2 separate regions of the Sus scrofa genome follow, and region 2 is linked to region 1. Evidence: chromatin contacts called from public Hi-C data. All regions are on one chromosome and are shown on one strand. Each heading gives the region's core, a stretch centred on a gene start, on an enhancer-like site or on the middle of the called end of the contact. The rest is flanking DNA. Distances are from core to core; before and after follow the strand shown.

Region 1 (6,372 bases), core at 3,533-6,032:
TCTGAACCACCCTTGAGTTGTTCTGTTTAGGATTCAAGTTTCCAGAAAAGTGCAGTTGGCTCAGCCTGATCAGGGAAATGTATAGAATCTTAAAAGACAGACCCACTAAAGTGGCATCAATTGGCAGAGAAAATGTTTCTCAAAGGAAAATTGAGCTGTCACGAGTTCCTGTTGTGGTTTGGTGGGTTAAGAACCTGATACAGTGTCCATGAGGATGCAGGTTCGATCCCTGGCCTCGGTCAGTGGGTTAAGGATATGGCATTGCTGCAAGTTACAGCCTAAGTTGCAGATGTGGCTCAGAATTGACCACTGGCCCAGGAACTTCTGTATGCTACAAGTACACCCATAAAAAGGGAAGAAAAAAAGAAAGAAAATTGAGCTGCCACGTGTTAAAGGGAAGTGTCTGGGGCAGGTAAAAAAAAAAAAAAATAGATGTCCATCATATCTTGTTTCCCTAGTAGCCAGTCATCTCTCTTGTTTTGTGCAGTGTGAACAATAGGTGCAAGGTTTATTACAGTGAATGTTTACCTAGGAAAATATGTCATCTGAAGAGGACAGGAAAATTGCTAAACTGAAGAAGTCCAGGGTGAAATTCTGTAACATGGGAATGGTGCTAAACATCCCTGTTAATCAAAAAAATAGCAAAATTAGACCTGGAGAAAGATCATGTGTTAACACTTCACCCATGTATTGGAGTATAAAGACCCAGGCCATCACTGGGTTCAGAAAGGTGGAGTGCAAGAGTTCCTTTCGTGGCACAGTGGAAATGAATATGACCAGGAACCGTGAAGTTGCAGGTTTGATCCCTGGCCTCGCTCAGTGGGTTAAGGATCCGGCATTGCTTGAGCTGTGGTGTAGGTCGCAGACGAGACTCGGATCTGGCATTGCTGTGGCTCTGCATAGGCCAGCAGCAACAGCTCCGATTAGACCCCTAACCTGGGAACCTCCACATGCTGAGGGTACACCCCTAAAAAGACAAAAAGACGAAAGAAAGAATGAACGAACGAATGAAAGAAAGAAAGAAACGTGGAGTGCAGGTTCTAGACTGTGCAGTGCAATGGCTTGGCCACCTACTGAGCGCTTTCTGTCTTTTGGTCAGATTCTCAGTGGGAAACATCTGGTTGGTCACTGGGCAGCCAGTGGACTAGCTGACCTTGGATCTCTTGTCCTCCCCTGCTCTGTCAGCCATATTGAAGGGAGGGTCGCCTGTGGTTTATAGAGTTCTTGCTTTCAGAAACTCTAATCAGACCAAGCAGTAAATACTATTACCAGCACAATGAGAGCTAGTATAGCTACAGGTATGACATTGATCCCCTCCAAAGGAGTTTACCATTTTGGGGGAACAATAACACAGGTGACAAAATCAACAAATAATATAAGATTTTATTATCAAAGGAAAAATTTAAGGGCTGAAATATACATACATATATATATATATATATACACACACACTCACACACACACACCAAACCTATCTGCAATATGGAGGGTCCTTCCTAATGTTTACAATTCTGGCCCCCAAGCAAAGCCAATTAAAATAATAGTTCTCTGTATTTCTAAAACTAAGCTGTTTAAAAGTAGAAAAGATATATTTTCAAGTTTGGAGTAAGTATATCACACCCTCAGAGAATAGGGTAGAATTGTTATCAACCAAAAGTTACCTAAACATTTTCTCAGAATTCATAAATCTATTTCCTGCTCTATACTTAAAAGTCAAGCTCAGTATATTAGAAAATCATTCACAATTTGACCAGCATGGGCAGGGAAATTGAGCAGAAGTCCAGTGCAATAAGCCAAAAAGATATGTGTTTACATCTTTTTATGGAAAAAGCCAAGCAGCGTTATTTTGAAATAACACTGGTTTGAGCTGGTATTAAACAGCACACAAATCAGCTGTCAGAACCTGAAACTCAAAACAATGTTGCAAATGCAGTTTGAGGCTTGATTATTCATGTGAATGGCCTTGCTTGGAGGATTAGATGGTTGCTTTATGGACAAACAGATTTTCCAAGTCAAGGGTCAGAGTGAAGGGTACTAGCAAACACATAGGAAAAGAAGAAAACACTCAAGATATAGATAAATAAGAGAACTATGAGAAGCTTGTGTAAGAAATCAACTGAAGGGCAAACACAATTCTGTGACAACCATGAGAGGGAGCGCTAGGCTGAAAGCACACTGAAGAGAGGTTTGTCAATAGGGAATAAAAGCAAGTTCATTGGGGAATAAAAATAAAGAAGGAAAACAGATCTTGCTACCATTTGCCACGGAAGTAGACACTTTTGTGAAGAGAGAAAAAAGAACATTACCTGCAAAGAAATGATATGTAAGTGACATTCTGTGATGTTTTCCTTGGGTAATTGAAGGAGTGTATATATAGAGAAGCTTAATTTCAACAACCAGCAATTCCTTCAGCATGCGATTTGACCCCTGTGTTGAAAGGGGAGTTAAATCCTGGTTCTCAAAAAGCACTTGCAGTTTTGAAAAGAATGTCCCAGGAGACGGTGGTGTCAGTCAGCACCTCTGTACCACTCAGAGATGTGGACCATAAATAGGACAGCTTTGGAAATCAGGAGGCATGATCACTCATGAGGCATTTATTAAACACCAACTGAGACCTATCAGGCTTACAGGGGAAGGTATGTGTCTGCCTTCCAGTGTTGATAAAACTCGAACATTAAACAGCCCCTTGAAAGGGAGGTCCTCAGGATTGCTTTCTGTCCGTTGTAGATGACTTGAGAACAGCTCCTGTCAAATTTGTCTCAGACCTTTCAGCCAGTGGCTTTTGTGGCCCTGAGATGGAGAGCGAGGTGAGGAGTAACCTGTTGACTAATGTTTGCTATGTTCAGTGTTCCAGTACCTGTGCTGGTGGGTCCCAGCGGCGTGTTGTTGTGTGTCAGGATGAAAACGGATACACCGCCAATGATTGTGTGGAGAGAATCAAACCAGATGAGCAGAGAGCCTGTGAATCCGGCCCTTGCCCTCAGTGGGCTTACGGCAGCTGGGGAGAGGTGAGAGCCAACTCCATTTATGCATCCTTTGGGGGAAGAAAAAAAATAAAAAATAAAAAACCACCAAACTGTGTTACTGTTCATAGTTGATTTGAGGGAATTTATTTGAAGGAATCTAGAGCTAGTTAAAGCTTCTTGATTTTCAGATTAATTAGGAGACCTGCCTTAATTCTGGACTCTTTCAGTGCATTTATTACCAAGTAGAAACAGCTTGAATACATAGGAGAGAAAAATCAGAAAGAAATACAGAAAAATGGTAAAGTTGTTAACCTCTGTTTAAATTGTTAACGGACACTTTTAAAGTGATTGAAAATAATGTGCTGGAGTTCCTATTGTGGCTCAGTGGATTAAGAATCCTGTGTTGTCTCTCTGAGTATGCGGGTTTAATCCCTGGCCTTGCTCAGTGGGTTAAGGATCCAGCATTGCCATAAGCTGCAACACAGGTTGCAGACGTATCTCGGATGTGGTGTTGCTATGACTGTGGTATAGGCTGCAGCAACAGCTCCAATTTAACCCCTGGCCTGGGAACTTGTATTTTCCACAGGTGTAGCCATAAAAAGAAAAAAAATGTGTTAAATTAGTCTCTGGAAATGTTGCCATGTTCTTCATGGTTTTTGGGGTGTATGCAATGTACCCTTGGTTCCATGGCATCATGTCTCCCAATATTTCAATTCCCTGAGGAGCCATCATGAATAGGAGTTGTTATTCCTATCAAAGGTGATGCATTCTAATCATAGAGGTGAATAATTAGCTGTGTAGTCTCAAATAATAAAATTCTTCAGCTGTTACCTTTTAAGAGCCACCTACTATGACCACTGAAAGGCAGTCAGATATTTGGAACAGACAAAACTGGGCCCAGTTCCCACTCATGGCTCTTAAATGTTTTGTAATTTTAACAAATAACATCACTTTGCCAACTATCTCTATTGTATTGTTACCTGTAAATGGGAGTAGTAAGGACACCCACTTCACAGTATCCATGTCTATTTTATGAAATCTGTCTGTCAAAAGCCCAGCACATAGCCTTCAATTAAAGTTCACTGCTATTGTAATAAGGATAATCATTGTTATTGCTAATAATTATCATTGGTAAGACTATTATTATTGAATGGGACTTTGAACCACTATCATGGGTAGGACTCAGATGCTTATTGTTTTGTGTTTAGTTAACAAAGACCATATCCCTCTACTCTTGAATCCACAGGGAGAGCACGTATTTAAAGTTTGTTGAGTTGTTCTGTCTTGACTCTTAACATTTAAAAAATGAAACATGAGGGTTAACATCTTGGAGACCCCGCTCCCTACCAAGAGCAGGGTGAAAGACAGATGAGATGCATGGGCATATTGGTCCCCCCTTCTGGCTAAGCGAAATCACATGCCCACATTTCATGATCCCATACACGTAACCAGGTAGTCATAGGCAGTCCTAATGGAGAGTTTTGTTGACTTTTCATTGAGAGTACGTCATCCTGCAAGGTTTTTCTGAAAGGCCAGAAGGGGAAGTCAGGTTTGGAGACTTGTGTACTGTGAGTTTCCCAAAACTCCTCGTGAAGTTCTGTCCCATGGGGCCCTGTGCTTCAGCTTCTGTAACTGGATTGAGGCCAGGCGAGTACACGCATTTGCCGGGATGCTGGCTGTCAGCACGGACCAGATCCTTCCAAATTCTGTGGGAGATCTGGCCTTGACACAGCATTGTGGGGGGGTGGGGGGGAGAGACTGTCAGTGTTCCTGGATGCGAGCGCCTTGGGATTATGCAAGAAATACAGCTTGTTCCTGCCTCAGAAGCGTGGGTCTCGCCGACAGTCAGAACCTTATCCAGCGTTCCCACTGCACTGTTTACCCATCCTAGGGGATAGCCGTCATTATCCTCAGATGCAGAAATATCGTAAAATATTTTAACGTCACGGGGGCTGTGGAGACTGGAGTCACAGAAGAGCCAAAAGTCAATGACGGCTTCTTAGAGGTTGCCAGAAAATAAAACCAGCTAAGTCCTTATTTCCTTTATTTGGTACTGACTGGTTTTTAGATTTTTATTTGTTTGATGTTTAGTTTTGAATACCTCAGAGGCTGTAACCTTATCCTTGACTCTGGCCATTGACCTTGATCAAGTTAACCTCTCTTCATCTCAGTTGCCCCATATATAGCAAGTGGCAAATAATTAACACTCTCCTCTGGATGAGAAAATAAATATAAAAGCACTTAGTGCAGATGAAGCGCACACACTCAGTAAACAGTACCTACCATGAAGGCAGAAGTTTCCCATCTGCTGTATATATTACTTAGGGTAAATAGGCTTCATTCTGCATCCAGACCTAGCTGGCCTGATGCCATCATAGAGTCCAGCTAAGACATTTTTCTTACAGGAAAAGAAAATTTGCTGACAAAATAACTGCTGCCTTCCATTTCCTTCTTCCAGTGTTCTAAGCTCTGTGGCGGAGGCTTGCGAACAAGGCTTGTGGTCTGTCAGAGGCCCAGCGGGGAACGGTTTCCAGATCTGAGCTGTGAAATTCTCGATAAGCCTCCGGATCGAGAGCAGTGTAACACCCAGGCTTGTCCTCAAGACCCTGCTTGGAGTACTGGCCCTTGGAGTTCGGTACGGCCTTAACTGTTCATGTTTGTTAAGCCTACTACCTAAACTAACACACCCAATTCCAAGGTGTTTGGGGCACTCCTCTGAGACAGACCGTGATCTTACAAGACAGCCCTGAAACTGTGCTTTAAATAGTCTGTTACTCTTTTCATAGTGAGCCACGACAGAATGAATTTTTTTTATGATATTGCCAAAGTGACTTCAGAGAATACACGTACCTCACACCGGCCTGGTGCCGATGCCAAGAAATAGCTTCCTTTCCTAGAACTAGACTGTATATATTTGCGTGTGTGTTTTTAAAGACACGGCATAACTCCATGTCATTATTAAGTGCTAAAGTGATTTAAGTAGACAACTTAAAAGCAGATACTCTTTCCTTTACGAAGCCGGTAGTTTTGACTTCGGCGGGAAGATACCTGCTTGTTAAGGCCAAAGCAAGTTTTTGATTCAGTGGCTATACTTTGCCTCTGTGACTCGGGGACAGCTCTCAACACAAGCACCATGAAGGCTGTGCCCACAAAGCTGATTGAAATCATTGGGAAACATCCAAAGACCAACAGTGGACTCGGTGACTTGATGCCATTCAAGGCATCTGAAATGTTCTCTCACGTCTATCAAGAAACAAAGCCCATTTGAGGCCATTTTTCCTCTGATCCTAGACTTCCTTTGCGATCTGCTCTTAGCTGACATTGTAAGACAGGTTTGCCACTGTAAATACTATGCAAACTTCCAGGGCAGCTCTTGGCAAACAGAAAGACTGGCTATGTCAAAGCA
Region 2 (5,574 bases), core at 1,517-4,016, 350 kb before region 1:
TTCTCCATCTTTTTTGTACCACACTGTTTCTTAAAGCACTATCACTTTCTAGAAGATCACATTACATCCTTCGTGTTTAGATTTATTATTTATGGTTTGTCTCCACAGAAAAAAGACCCACAAGGTCATAGACCTTTGTCTGTAACATAGTCATTCTTCAGTATGCCCAGGGGACTGGTTCCAGAAGTCCCTCAAATACCAAAATTCACAGATGCTCAAGTCCACTTTATAAAAAGGCATAGTGCAATGAATATATAGGTGGACCTCTGAATCCCTGGATGTGGAACTTGCAGATGTGGAACACCAACTGTGTATTCTTTGCAGCTAGAAAACATGGCACATTGTGGTGTTCAATAAATATTTGTGGAATGAATTGAGGCCCTGGAATCATCAGGCCTGCTTCCAGTGCTGGTCTTGGGTTGAACTGACATTTGTGACCCTTAGCAAATGACTCTCAGCCTCAGTTTTCTCCACTATGAGATACTGACACTCATGATTTCAAACCCGCAGAGTCAAGAGAATTAAATGAGATTATGTCTGTAAAGCACTTGGCAGAGTATCTGGGTCATAGTAACTTTTAACTACACGAGGTCCATGATTTCCATGCGAGCATAGAAAGATAAGGGATCACCCAGAGTCATTCCCAGAAACACCACCTCTACTTTTATTCTCAACTCCCTTCCCCAGTGGTGCTTAAGCAGCCAGTAGTGTGAATTCCATCTCCTCTCCTGTGACCCTCCAGGCTCCAGCTTCTCTCCAATCCTAGACAGCATGATGGCCAATGGGGAAATGTGGAAATCATCAGAGGCATTTGGTCCCGCTATGCATATGGTTTGACTGCTGCTGGGATCAAAACAATGTTGCCACTACAAACCTGTCATTAACAAGCAGTAGAGTTCAAATGGGTCTATGGAGTGGTGGGGGCCAAAACCAGGGTCACTTTCCTCAAGGGGAGCTTACGATCCAAAACTTTCTCAAGAGAGAACCAAGGGGCCCCATGCCAGTAGTTGTTATTGTCTGCATGGATTGCATAGGTGCATCCATGGAGGCTGGAGTGTGCAAGAAGTTGTTGGGTTTCCAGCTCATTTTAGTGGGCAGAGACAGTCTGCCATTTTTTTCCTAGATTCCCTCCCCTCAACATGGAAGATAAGGCAGAATGACATAAGGGATGAAAAATGAGGGTGCCAGTCCAGAGGACTGAGTTCAAGTCTCAGCTCTACTGTGTGTCTTTGGGAAGACACAAGTCTATCTGAAGATAATGATTAGAACAGCTGATGTTTGTTGCTATTCCCTCTGTGCCAGCTACTCCATATATATTAGTTCCTTGTTTGGGCAGGTGTTCAGCCATGTGTTTAGCCAAAGTCTGTTGAGTGCTAGCCTCACACTAGGCACTGTGGATGCAGCAGGGAACAAGATACTGCATCTCCTTATCTCACAAAACACTGGTGGTGGAGACTGGGAGTGAGTAATCTACTACACATGTAGTTAAGCATCATTAACTATTTCTTCATCCATTAAAAAACCATGTTTTCTATCTCTCACTACTCAATCAGTGAATTGTGGTCAGTGTCACAAAGGAGAAGTTTCCACTGCTTTTAGTCAGGACATATCTTGGGAGGATGGATGACTAGACTCATCTGCAAGCTCAGCCTGGACTTCCAAGGAGAAATGAGTTTTGAACTGCAAAAATGAAGAATAAGGGAGAGTTAGCAGGGTAGTCCCATTTTGCAGATAAAGAAACTGAGGCTCAGAGAGATTATGTAAGTTGTCCAAAGAACATGTTAATATTTGCTAGACCCCAGACTTGAACCCCCATTTTTCTAACTCCAAAATAAGTGATCTTTTACCCAGGCTAGTGTTTTTTAGACTGGGATACACATCACAGTTGCCACCAAGGGCTTTTTCAGAACCTATGTGTTGGGGTTCCACCAAGAGATTCTGATTCAGTTGGTCCAGGTAGAGCAAAAGGAGAGCAAAAGTGAGTTTGCATGAGCTCCCCCAAGTGATTTGGTGCACAGCTCTCATAATATCTCTAGCATTTCTGCTGCTGTTCCCAGTGCTCAGTGATAGTGTGACATCACAAAAGAAAACATGGCTGGTTGTCAGGGCTCCACCAAATCACTGGCTCCCAGGATGATCCATAGAATCTATTCTCTGGTCCTGTCTCTTCATGGGACCATGATGACATCAGTCCCCTGGCCCTCTTTGCACATGAGAGTCACCTGGAAAGCTTTAAAAATCTTTCCTGTGCTCCACCTCCAAGCCACAGCATCAGAAATTCTGGGGAAGGACCCAGGCAGAGGTATTTACTAGATGTTTCTGTGTGATTTAGCACTAGATGATCTCAAAGGTCCCTTCTGACTTGGAAATACTCGGCATCTATGAAATCCTTCCCCCACTCCTTCCTGATGATGGAGGGGACCTTATGGGGGTGGACACAAGGGGACTTGGGTGGGGGTGGGGAAATGATGCCTTTCCAAGACTTACTGCTCTGCGCTGGCAGTGTCTTTGTGAAAATAGTAACTTTTTTTTTTCCTGATTTATGTGACAGTTGGAAAGCAGCCCCCAGAACAGGCTGTTCCTCCCCTTGGTACTATTAACATAAATATGTGCTCAGGGCCTTCAGCTCCTGCTTCTCTCTGTGTAAACGAGGCTTAAAGGGGCCGTGAAAGTCAGAGGCTGAAGAGAAACCAGAAGAGAGGAAGTGTCTTTAGAGGCACAAGAATGAAAAGGGGAAAAGGACAGGACGTTGCTAAGAGACAATGTCAAGCTGGGCCATGGGATTAACAGCCAGTATCAAAGCGAGGCCCTTCTTAATGGTATGCTCCTCCAGTAGGGCCTTTTCCAAACACTGGCAGAGGGTGAGATTATCAAAGCAATTCCATTCCAAATCAGGCATAAAAGACCCCCTTCCTTCTTGGTAGAACTGGAATATTCAGTGAAAATTAACTGATTTAAGTATCTATATCTTGTGGTGAATGTGGACTCTTTACTGTGGAACTTCTCAGAGTCTTTAACCTGCCAATAAATAATGAGAACCACAGCCAGGTAGACATCACTGGCAGCCCAAGCTGAAATTATCTGCTACTTTTTATTTCAGGGGTATGAGTGCTTTCTAAGAAATGTTTGAGAAGTCCTGGTGTTAAAACAAAACAGAACAAACAAAACAAAAAAAAAAAACAAACAAAAAAAAAACTATTGTAATACTGAAGATTATTGTGCTAAGGGTTTTACATAAATTGTTTTTTTTTTTAAATCAAGTTTGAATTGTTTCTTTTAATCTAGGCAACAACACTATGGGTTAGGTACTTTTGTTTCCTTTTTTTAACATGTGGAAAAATTAAGACATGGAGAGGTTAAGTTCTTGCCCAGGATGACACAGCTAGTGGAGAATGGAAGGAACTTGGACTTTGGAGTTAAGATGAAGTGGGTTCAAAATCTGCTTCTGCCATTTGCTGGATAGACATCTTTGGCCAAGTTATTTAACCTCTCTGAGCCTTGATTTCCTTACATGCAAATTGGGGAGAATAAAATATACCTTGTAGAGTAGTTGAATTTGGAGATATCATATGCAAAACACCTAGTAAGTGTCCCATAGATGGCTATCAATATCATCATCATCATTATCTTGTATTTAATACTCAAAAAAGGGAATTTATCTACAATGAAGTATCACCTCACACCAGTCAGAATGGCAATCATCAAAAAGTCTACAAATAACATGCTACAGAGGGTGTGGAGAAAAGGGAATTCTCTTACACTGTTAGTAGGGATATAAATTGGTATACCTACTATGGAAAACAGTAAAGAGGTGCCTCAAAAAACTAAAAATAGAGTTGCCATATGATCCACAATCCCACTCCTGGGCATATATCCAGAAAATATAAAACTCTAATTCGAAAAGATCCATGCATCCCAATGTTCATAGCAGCACTGTTTACAATAGTCAAGACATGGAAGCATCCTAAATGTCCTTGACGAGAGAAATGAATAAAGAAGATGTGGTACATATATATACACACAGTGGAATATTACTTGGCCATAAAAACAAAATAATGCCATTTCCAGCAGCATGGATGGACCTTAGAGACTGTCATACCAAGTGAAATAAGAAAGTAAATATCATGGTATCACTTATATGTGGAATCTAAAATATGATACAAATGAACTTATTTATGAAATAGAAACAGATTCAGAGACATAGAGAACAAACTTATGGTTTCCCAAAGGGGAAAGGGATAGGAGAAGGGATAAATTAGGAGTTTAGGATTAGCAGATATAAACTACTATATACAGAATATATATAAAATAAATAAACAACAATGTCCTATTTTATAGCACAAAGAACTGTATTCAATATCCTGTGATAAACCATAATGGAAAAGAATATTTAAAAGTATTTATAATGCATATACATATATTATATATATAATATACATAAATATAAATATATATTTACATAAATATATAAATGTATATAACTGAATCTCATATATAATATACATAAATATAAATATATACATATATAAATATATGTATATATAATATACATAAATATAAGTAAATATATATTTACATAAATATATAAATGTATATAACTGAATCTCTTTACTATACTCCATAAACTAACATAACATTGTAAATCAACTATACTTCAATTAAAATAAAAAGAAAAAACAAAAAGGAAATTATACATACTATCTGGAAAAAATATGCATTTGGGTTGAGTCAGGAGAAATAGGCAATAGGATCTGACATGTGACAGGCTAGATAAATGATAAACCTCTCCAAAGAAATGGAAAATCGTCCTCCTATTCCTCAGGTTGACTTAGTCACCAGCTAGCCACAGGGCATCCTCCTGTAGGGTTTATAAAGAGGAAGGGGGCAGGTTTGCAGGCTTTGGGGTGTGCTTCTTCCAAGGGACAAATGGGAACAGAATACACTCTGGCCAGCCATCAAATTCCTAGAGGACCTTCTGAAGTCCTGAGCCCTGGACCTGGAGATTCTGAGTCTATTAAGTCTGTGATTGTCCTGGGATTGTATATCCTATGGTCCTTCCAGCTGATACTTATTATAACTCTGCTTGAAAACCACTGGACTTCCATGAAATCCTGGGAAACTTTGGCAATGAGTTATCCAGCAAGAACTCAGAGGAGCCTGGTAATTATTTTGTGGAATCCAGAGAGTTTGTGGCCTTGACTTGCATAAGCAACCAATAGCATTCAAACATCTTGGCATTTGAGGGACAAATTTTTCCTATGTTTTGTGGTTGGTCCAGCAGCCTGGGTAGGTCGTTTATGTGTGGTAATAGCAGAAGCCTGGGCACCAGGCATAGTTCATGTCTGTCCCATCATCTTCATGGAACAAGTGAGATGCCAGGCTAGAGAAATAACATCCTGCATAACATTTTAGTAACTGTCTTCAAGACCATGGGAAATAAGAACAAAGTATTTCAGGATTCTCATATTTTGACAGATTTTTCTTTTCTTGAATAACATACAGGTGACTACCCTATTAATGTCCAGCTTTGCATTAATCTTGATTTCTCTATCAAATAGACCTAAAACTCATTGC

Evidence for each region. Hi-C and Micro-C count contacts between places; a contact is called where the count stands out from the background.
Region 2: a Hi-C map of retroperitoneal adipose tissue shows a contact between it and region 1, with 1.8 times the contacts expected there. The contact joins two enhancer-like sites. A contact is called at or near these places in 3 of 47 Hi-C or Micro-C datasets (heart right ventricle, mesenteric adipose tissue and retroperitoneal adipose tissue) and 1 of 2 datasets of contacts at active chromatin or transcription factors (skeletal muscle).

The regions. Positions count from the first base shown.
Region 1 is chr13:46,106,896-46,113,267 of Sscrofa11.1, reverse strand. It overlaps ADAMTS9 (A disintegrin and metalloproteinase with thrombospondin motifs 9), which reads left to right. Exons shown (of 40, transcript XM_003132298.6): 27 at 2,847-3,008; 28 at 5,425-5,601. Among named protein-coding and RNA genes, the nearest start is that of ADAMTS9, 99 kb to the left of the region's middle. Within about 2 kb of position 4,782, at least 19 of the 83 cell types and tissues checked have an H3K27ac peak or open chromatin away from gene starts, as enhancers often do. A contact at or near this core is called in retroperitoneal adipose tissue and skeletal muscle, where this site is marked.
Region 2 is chr13:46,460,008-46,465,581 of Sscrofa11.1, reverse strand. The region is part of intron 4 of LOC106505633 (a long non-coding RNA gene); the gene reads right to left. Among named protein-coding and RNA genes, the nearest start is that of ADAMTS9, 250 kb to the right of the region's middle. Within about 2 kb of position 2,766, at least 17 of the 83 cell types and tissues checked have an H3K27ac peak or open chromatin away from gene starts, as enhancers often do. A contact at or near this core is called in retroperitoneal adipose tissue and skeletal muscle, where this site is marked.